Linked DNA regions of Zea mays: region 2 is linked to region 1. The links are chromatin contacts, called in public Hi-C maps. All regions are on one chromosome and are shown on one strand. The core of a region is the stretch at or near the end of the contact, and the rest is flanking DNA. Distances in the headings are between cores, read along the strand shown. Region 1 holds the start of LOC103626513 (Translationally-controlled tumor protein-like protein). Region 2 holds the start of LOC100501758.

Region 1 (4,495 bases), core at 1,001-3,500:
TGTACAATGCTCTCCGTCGAGTTGGAGGCCGTCGTCGTCATGTTTGTCATCGCAGCTATTGGGTGACGTGCTACCATCCATGGATGATGTGAATGCCACGACGCTGTCTTCGAGCGTCTAGGCCCTCGCGTCCATCCACTGCCACAAACTCCGGCACCAACCATGCATGACACGTACAGGTGCCCGGATCACGGATGGACTGCAGAGCCCCATGTCGTGGCAACTGTCGCCGAAGATCACGGTGAAGACCACATCTTCACCCCTCGCCTAGGCAGCACCATGGTGGCGCGAACCGACGCTCCACGCCTCTACGACCACCCTCCCATCCCTGTAGAGGGAAGGTCGACAGAGGATGATGTGGTTGCTGCTCCGGGGGTCGACGTCCTCATCAACCCCGGTGGCACTCGCGCTCCTCACCATGGATGGCCACCATAATATTTTGAATCTTATTAAAATTGAGATTACTCCTATATGTATATATACATATATACTAGTGTGTTCTAAAGAGATAATAAAACGGGGCTTTCTATAACGGACGACATGACTAGGGATGAAAACGGGAAAATCTCATACCGTCCTTGTCCGAATACCGTTTTTATAGTCCATTTTCAAAATTTTCGAAAACCGATTAGAAACAGTACGAAAGCGATTTACCTAGTTTTCCGATCGTTCTCATAATTTTCGTTTACGAGTCGTGATGATACAATTTTTAATATAATATGAGATACATCTAGTGTATAATTTATGTAATTTACATGTTTTTCATTGTGTTCAAGCGAATGAATTAGAGAAAAACAAAAATTGTAATTACTCTAAATAATACGAATGATGAAGAAATAGTTGTTTGTCTATTTCAATATCTAAAATATTCGCCAATATGCCACTTTATTATATATTTGTGAAAAACAAAAGTTTATTGTTTTTGAATAACCGACAATGCCGATCTGACCGTTGGTTTTTCGTTTTCATCCCGTTAAAAAAGTAAAAACATAATCAATTTAGCTATTTTTTGGACCGTTCAGCAGCACAACATGGCACGGAACGCGGTGGAGGCCTGATTCCGTTCCGACACATGACATGGGAAGCCATGGTAGGGATGAAAGCGGTCGGAAACGGTCGGGAAAACACTTCTACTGTTTTCATTTTCATATTTATTTTGCGGAACGGAAACGAAAATGGGATATATCGGATACGAAAACGAATGGGATAATTACGGGAATCGAAAAACGATACAATACGGCTGGGTAAATGCAGAAATCGAACGGTAACCAGTATTTTAGATCGCTAAAATCACAACATAAAAGTTAGTTTTGAATCAATGTGATGCTTCCAAACAGTAGTAAACAAGATGCTGACATTATTCATGCATTAGCAAAGACCAAACTTCTGCTGTATGTAAGCAGTATTAAATGTGCAAGCAACCAAGCAGTATGCAAGCAACATCAATGTGCTCACGTTAATTAATAAACAAGCAGTATGCGTGGATGCGTTTAGAGCTACAAGTTGGCTGATGGCTGGACTGCTGGAGACCTGGCATACTGTGGTGGGCTGGTCGCTCGTAGCATGGAGCCAGCCGTGGGCCCATGGAGAGAAAGCTAGTGTGGCTGGTTTATGGGCTGAATGCTTATGGATCAAGACAGGGCATCATGTCTACTTTTCTGGAATTGAAAATACCGGACAAAACAAGATCATCCTGATTTAAAACGAGATCCCGATAAAACGGTTGGAAAAATAGTTCTACGTTTTCATTTTTTCTTATCGTATTTGATATCCCGTTTTCGTCCTGTTTTTGTTTTATTAATCGGATTTGATAATAGTCGGAATAAAATTGACAAAATCAATAATACAATAACGGTCGGTTCGGGTTTCCCATCCTACTTTCATCCAGAGCCCAGGTTGCGTGCCAGCAACGCTGACCCCCCCAGGCCCCACGGCCATGGCGTAGGCGCACGTGCACATCCTAGCCGTCCGCGAGCGAATATCCGGCGCAGATACCCGATCGGACGCTCTCGCACGTCCCGCGTCCGGGCCGTCCCCACAGAAAAGAAAAAAAAACGAGGACTCCTCCCGAATTCTCCACGAAGGCGAGGGTCTCTTTTCCCAAAAGCGCCCGTCACGGCGGATCGAGCATCTGGGCCGTCGGGGCCGCGGATCGGACGGCTGCCACCGCGGCCCGGATGTTTCCCTGCCACCATAAATGCGCCGCGGCCGTCCTCGCTGCCCAACCCTTGCTCGCTGCGCCGCCGCCTCCGACATCGTCCCTTCGTCCCCACGAGCAACCGATAATCCGCCGGCGTTGAGATGTTGGTTTATCAGGATCTCCTATCTGGTGCGTGCGAATTTTACCAACCGATTCAGTATTTCTTTCTCTGTTTTTGTTTTCCTTTTTTTTTGTTTCGCCTGGTTCCCGATTCCCGGATCCGGTTACCGTCGGTGTTGTTCTAGTCGTGTCGCGATCGGTAGAGAAGTCGATCTCATCGTTTGCTGCGGCCTGGGTGGCTAGATCTGCGATCGATTCGCTGAATTACTGTGCGCGCGTGTATTGCAGGCGACGAGCTCCTGTCGGATTCATTCACCTACAAGGAGCTCGAGAACGGCGTCCTGTGGGAGGTCGAGGGAAAGGTATGTTCGCTCCATCATCGGATGGCTAGCTTGTGTTGTGATCCGATATTCTGATATCATTTGTTTGATGCAGTCAGTATCATGTGTTTAGACAGTACCTGTGTGGTTGGTATGTGACCTATGGCGCTGTTAGGTTCTTTCCTGCGCTAGGTTTTTTAGTCTAGATGTAATTTGCTTGATGTGGCATGCCATGTAGTTTATCCAAACTATTATGCTATTTTTAGATTATTTTAGTTGCCTTTACATACCAGGACTCATTACTGACCTGCAGCTGCACCAAAACTTAATTTTGATGTGTGCCAACTTCTCCACATTTGTAACTTTCTTGCTGTGGTATGCCATGTAGTTTACCCTTCGTTCAAATTGATGTATGCTACCGTTAGTTTGGTCTCATTGTCTTCACAGGCTAGAACTTCTATGGGCCTGATTGGTTGCCGTATCTAGGCAGCATGGCCGAGCGAGCCAGGCCCGCGGCAGCCTGGCTGTGCATCGCGTGAGCCTGGCTCCACAGATGCGCAGATTTTGGTCGCATCTCCAGAGCCTGGCCCGAGCTCCTTTTTTGCATCGCGAGACACAGGCGCTGATGCATATGCGGCAAACCAAACAAGCGGCAAAGTAGCACGCGCCTGGTTACGTGGATGCAACCTACAACCAAACACACTACGGTCGCATACCGTGAGCCTGGTTGGCCTATATGCGGGCAACCAATCAGGCCCTATGTTGGTTCATGAGTGTAACCTGGAGGTGCATCAACATGTTTTCATGCGCACCCCTGGCCTGAGTGTTTGTTTTTTTCTGTATGCTTGGTGTTGTACCAACATTTATTGGTCTCCCTTATTAAGTTATGTAGTCATGATTGTGCAGCGATAATACTCTGTTTTGCTTAATCCATTACTTGGTTAGCTGTTTTTGTGTGATTGTTACTTATGTTTGTGCTGGATGATTGCAGTGGGTCACCCAAGGTCCTGTTGATGTGGACATTGGTGCCAATCCATCCGCCGAGGGTGGTGAGGACGAAAGCGTTGATGACACAGCTGTGAAGGTGGTTGATATTGTTGACACATTCCGTCTACAGGTTGCTACCCTCTAAATGTCAGGGCTAATTTTTTTTTTTTGCTTGAATGTACCTTGTGCATAGTTTTTTGGTACTAATCCCTGCATCCTGTTTACAGGAGCAACCTCCTTTTGACAAGAAATCATTTGTGTCTTACATCAAAAAATACATCAAGAATCTCACTGCTGTGTTGGAGCCAGAGAAAGCGGATGAGTTCAAAAAGGGTGTCGAGGGTGCAACCAAGTTTCTCCTTAGCAAGCTGAAGGACCTCCAATTGTAAGTTCTATCAATAAATACATTGCATATCTATTATTAGCTTAGTAATGCTATGTGAAATATCCTCTGCAAGTTCTATACCCAAATCTATTGATAATACATTTCATATCTATCGTTAACTTATTATAGCAATGCAGCGTGAACTACTATACTATCTTTTTCTAATATGAATTAGAACTTGGTATTCTCATACACAAATGTATATATAGACTTTGTGATCCCACGTTTGCAGATTGTACCATCCTATCTTTTTCTAATATGAATTAGAACTTTTGGTATTCTCATACACAAATGTGTCTCCAGACTGTGTCTCTAGACTTTGTGATCCCACATTGGGCAGATTGTTTTTGTTCATGTAATACACTGGTCTGCCTGTAACCTCCTGTTTGCCTGAAAATGCTGCTCTAACCTCTTCATGCTGCTGTGCATTATTTTGCCACAATAGTTTTTTGACAATAGCTTAACATATTACATTTTATTCCTACCACGATTTATTCACAACTCTCTGTAGTTTGGTCTAATGTTGGCATTTATGTAAGGATA
Region 2 (4,586 bases), core at 1,222-3,721, 360 kb before region 1:
CGCCTTCACTACAGCAACGTCATCACGACGTGGTATGGAGTCAGGGCTGTCCTCGTTCCGCTTAACCCCCATATTCATTGCGTCTAAATCAATTGTAGAACCCCACGTCCCTCGTACAAGGACATGAGAAACACTGCGGACGATCCATATATGAGGTTTGGGGAGTCAGTGGAACCGGAGGGTACGAATGAAGCCTCTAGCGTGGCAGCCCATTCCGGAAATGCATGGCACTATGCTGCCAACTCCGGTACGACCCCTGTCAGAATCAAGGTCTTTTGACGACACATGACACTATATATACCCGCACGCACGACATGGAGACACCTTGACCAAGACACGTCACCAAGTACGAGGTTATTGGACCAGCGTACGACAAGGGGGGAGATGTCACTGACATGAAGCAAAGGGCCCATCTTTGTTTTCCTTACGGGGAAAGCAATTGTAATGTACACTCTCCTTGAGCTATAAAATGAAGGGCCAGAAACAATGACAACAAGGTCGTAACCACAACTCAATAGATCGCGCGCGCACACACACTAGATACTTGAGAGCTTCTCCCTCACCCGCCTCGCTTGTAACCCCTACTACGAGCAATCAGGTACCGGTAGTGCAAAGCCATCAAAGACTGGAGTAGAAATTTTGGTCGAACAAGTATAACCCTTGTGTCATACTTGCACATCATCCGGGTCTAAAAACATGCATCACAAATTTACTAGCTGGCGCTTAATCGATACATCGACACTAGGGTTCCAAAACCCCTTTCTCCAATAATGTTCGTTGGCTCCTCAACTGCTCCTAATGAGCTATCATGATTGGGGTCGACCTCGACATCATGTGGCCACTCTTCACCCATTCGATCCCTATAGCAAAAAACCCTAGGCAGCATGACTCCGACATAATGTGCTCCCCTAATCAAAACAACATGCAATATTGGGCTAATTAGATAATGCTTCCTTCCATCACATTTATAGTGATGGACAATGTTATGGTCAAAAGGCATGTTATAGCCATGCCCGAGACATTATAAGTAATACCCATAGAGACTATGATGTGCGTATAGGTGCAACAACCACTATAGCCACATACAAGACTACATGTGTATCTGTGAATACTATGTACGATATGCGGGTACATTAGTCATGTAGTCATGCTTGGGGATATAGATGTACACATAATCATTATAAAGTATATGTAGTTGCATGTACTCCACCTACGTTGTACCCAATATCATGGGCTCTCGTATTGGCCACTTTAGCACAATATGCTCGTCATTGTGGCACAATGAAAACATACATCATGTATGGGTCAACAACTATGAGTAGTAGTTGAGTCTTTAGGGTGGGCCCCTCGTCATGTCATTGAACTCTCCCCTTAATTGAGCTATAAACGAAAGGAGAAAATCAAGATACAAAGCACTAGAATTTTGGTCTCGGGACTTTTGGTGTTTTGTTTTTTAGGGGCTGGACTTTTAGCACTTGAACTTTGCACACTCCAAGACACAATTGATCAGAGTGTGTAAACTAGATCTCGCTTGCATATATTCATCGTAGGGTATTACAACAGTCTCATCCTGTAGTACCCTTGTTATCTTGATGTGGCACCGGTTACACATCGAATTTATCGTGAAATGTGTTTTTTCAATGCACGTCTAGTGTCATAAAATATTGCTACTTTTTACGAATGAATTTAATCAAACTTTAGATATTTTGCATCCTTTAACTAAGATGTCGGTAATATATTTCTCCACAAAATTCACCATTCCCATGATATGCGCATATTTTTATCCATTAGTGCTAAAAATATATCAACTAAAATCAGCATGAGTGGATGGTATGTTTACTAATTTTTAGCTATAGGACTAATAACAAGTAGTTTCATTAGTAGGTTTGAAATTGCTAATATATGCTAATAGTGTATATAATAAATAAATAACTCACTAACCAATTAGAGGTGGATTCCAACAGCCTCCCATTGAAAATCGACTAGCTAAAATTTTATTTTTTTAGTACTAACCAATCTAAAGAATCCCTATCTATTGCAAACAAAGGAAGAAAAGATAAGGCAGAGATATAGTAGTTGCCGGTTAGTTTATTTCCAAAATATATAGGATAATAAAAGGAGAAGAATAATTGCGAATAAAATGGAAATGGTCCATCGCGCAATCGAGCAGACGAGACAAAAGACAAGAGAGGCGAGCCAAGTCAGCAGGCGAAACATATAGGAGTACACGTAGACGTAGACGTAGTGGCAGGCAACCAAGTCAGCCGCCTGCCAAGTCCCAACGAACCAGTCCACGCGTCTCGTCCGTCCTCACACTGACACGTGGTGCCCAACTGCCCGTGGACCCACGCGTCAGCAGCCCATCGGCAGAAGGGGATGCGAGCCCACCAGGCCACCACCGCCGGCCGTCATCGTCGAGGCCATATAAATGGCGGCCCCGCAGAAGCCGCGGTGTCCCACTCCCACCATTCCCTCCCCTCCACTCTTTTCCTCCGACCACGACGACTCCGCCTCCCTCGGTCCCTCCTCATCCTCTTCCCCCAAGGAAGGCAAAGCCCAGGCCCAGACCCAGACCCGCCGATAAAGGCCATGGCCGCCGCCGAGCCGCCGCCGCCCTCCGGGATGGGCTTCTTCGGCATGCTCAGCTTCCGCCGCAGCGCCACCGCCGTCGCCTCCTTCGACCCAGCGCAGGACGATGAGCTCCTCGCGCTCGACGCCCTCCAGTCCCACGTTGCCGCCCGCCTCCAGGCGCTCTCCGCGCACGCCACCCCTGGCCCTGGCTCCCCGTCGCTCCTCACCCTCCCTTTCCTCTCGGAGCTCCTCGACGCCGTCGTCTCCTCTGACGACGCCTTCCGCGGAGTGCTCGCGCTGGCCCCAGTCGCCGCCGCGATCGCCAGGCCCCCCGCCGACCGCCTCGCCGGCGACCTCCTCGACCGCGCCGTCAAGACGCTCGACGTTCTCAACGCGGCATCCCTCACGCTGACCACGGTCCGGGCCGCGCACCGTGCCGCGCTCGCCGCCGCGTCCTGCCTCCTCCTCGCGCCGTCGCTCCACACCGCGCACCTCGCGCGCGCGCGCAGGGCCATCTCCAGGCTCTTCCCCGCCGACGACGCATCCGCCAAGGCCTGCGGCGGCTCCGCGGCCTCGCCCTCCTCGCGCACCATGCGCGCGCTCTCCTTCAGCGTCTCCAAGAACTGGTCCGCGGGCCGCCACATGACCGCCATGGCGGCGCACCTCGCGCCGCTGCCGCACCCGCTGTCGCCCGCCGCGGCCGCCCCGGGCGCGGGGTGCGGGCTCGGACTGGCGCTCTACACCATGAGCTCCGTCCTCGTCTTCGCCATGTGGGCGCTGGTCGGCGCGGTGCCGTGCCAGGACCGGGCGTCCGGGGCCACCGGGCCCCCCGTCGCGCCGCCGAAGCAGGCGCAGTGGGCGGCGCCCATGTCCGCGCTCCAGGAGAGGATCGCGGAGGAGTGGAGGCGCAAGGAAAAGAAGGGATCTTGCTCCGGCTCCGCGCCCACGTCGGGGCTCCTCGCGGAGATGCAGGCCGTGGAGCGCGCCGCGCGCGAGCTCAACAGCGTGCTCGAGGAGATCGCCGAGGAGGAAGAGGAGGAGGAGGACGACGAGCGGCGGCAGGGGATCGTGGGCGAGGAGCGCGCGCGGGACGTGACGGAGCGCGCCGAGGAGCTGGCGGCGGCGTGCCGGACGCTCGAGGACGGGCTCGCGCCGCTGGAGCGGCAGGTGCGCGCGGTGTTCCACCGCGTCGTCGCCTGCCGCGCGGAGGTCGTCCGCTGCATGGAGCTCAGCGCGCGCGCCGGCACCGCCAATGCCGCGTCCGCGTCAGGCGTGCCGCCGCCGCACCAGCACTCCTTCTGAGGCGACGATCGTCGACGAATTGCTTGCTTGCTTTGGGGGGTCACAAATTATTCTCTCCCCCCATTGCCCTGTACTGTACCATTCTTTGATTTGTACTGCTACCCTGCCACTGCCAGTAAAACAACGCCTCTCTTGCTTCTCATGCCCTGTAGATGATGAGCCTGCTGTATGTAAAAAAAAAAAGAACTAACATCTTGTTGGATTAGTATGTGTGCGTATTAATTTGATTCTTGTGGATGCTGAAGAGCATAGCTGTATGCAGCAATGAGCTACAGCTAGAGAGCATAGCATTTGTGAACCCCTTGTGCTTCCTCGTCGAATCTTGAATAATGAATAGTTTCTTCTGTTCCTCATCTCCCCAACAACTAACTGTAAAGCAATCCAACTGGACCAGCTGCAACTTGCTGTTGACCTCGCCTCCGTGTGCTTTGCTGACTGAATCTCACACCCAATTTTCAGGCAGTCATTCATTCGTCCATTTATTCAGAGGGGGGTAAAGGGCAACTACTGAATATGAACTCGTTTTTTCCTTTCTATCCTGCTGTTTTTCGTCTTTACACCCAATCCAGTCGTTTGTTCGTTCATTCAGAGGGACGGCCACTGTTGCTTTTCGTCTGCAAAATGACATGGAATCAAAGGGTTGACTCCGGAGGTTGAGGATCGGGGCCTGCACCTAACACAGCACTGACCAAGATTTCCATGAGCAGACTCTG

Evidence for each region. Hi-C and Micro-C count contacts between places; a contact is called where the count stands out from the background.
Region 2: a Hi-C map of leaf shows a contact between it and region 1, with 9 times the contacts expected there. The contact joins the promoter of LOC100501758 here to the promoter of LOC103626513 in region 1. A contact is called at or near these places in 7 of 25 Hi-C or Micro-C datasets (bundle sheath, ear, leaf and 2 more) and 1 of 3 datasets of contacts at active chromatin or transcription factors (leaf).

The regions. Positions count from the first base shown.
Region 1 is chr5:70,006,613-70,011,107 of Zm-B73-REFERENCE-NAM-5.0, reverse strand. LOC103626513 (Translationally-controlled tumor protein-like protein) reads left to right here and starts at 2,250. Exons shown (of 5, transcript NM_001301465.1): 1 at 2,250-2,329; 2 at 2,549-2,622; 3 at 3,572-3,697; 4 at 3,795-3,952. The coding sequence starts at 2,302.
Region 2 is chr5:70,366,683-70,371,268 of Zm-B73-REFERENCE-NAM-5.0, reverse strand. LOC100501758 reads left to right here and starts at 2,471. Exons shown (of 1, transcript NM_001196421.2): 1 at 2,471-4,078. The coding sequence starts at 2,590. The coding sequence ends at 3,873.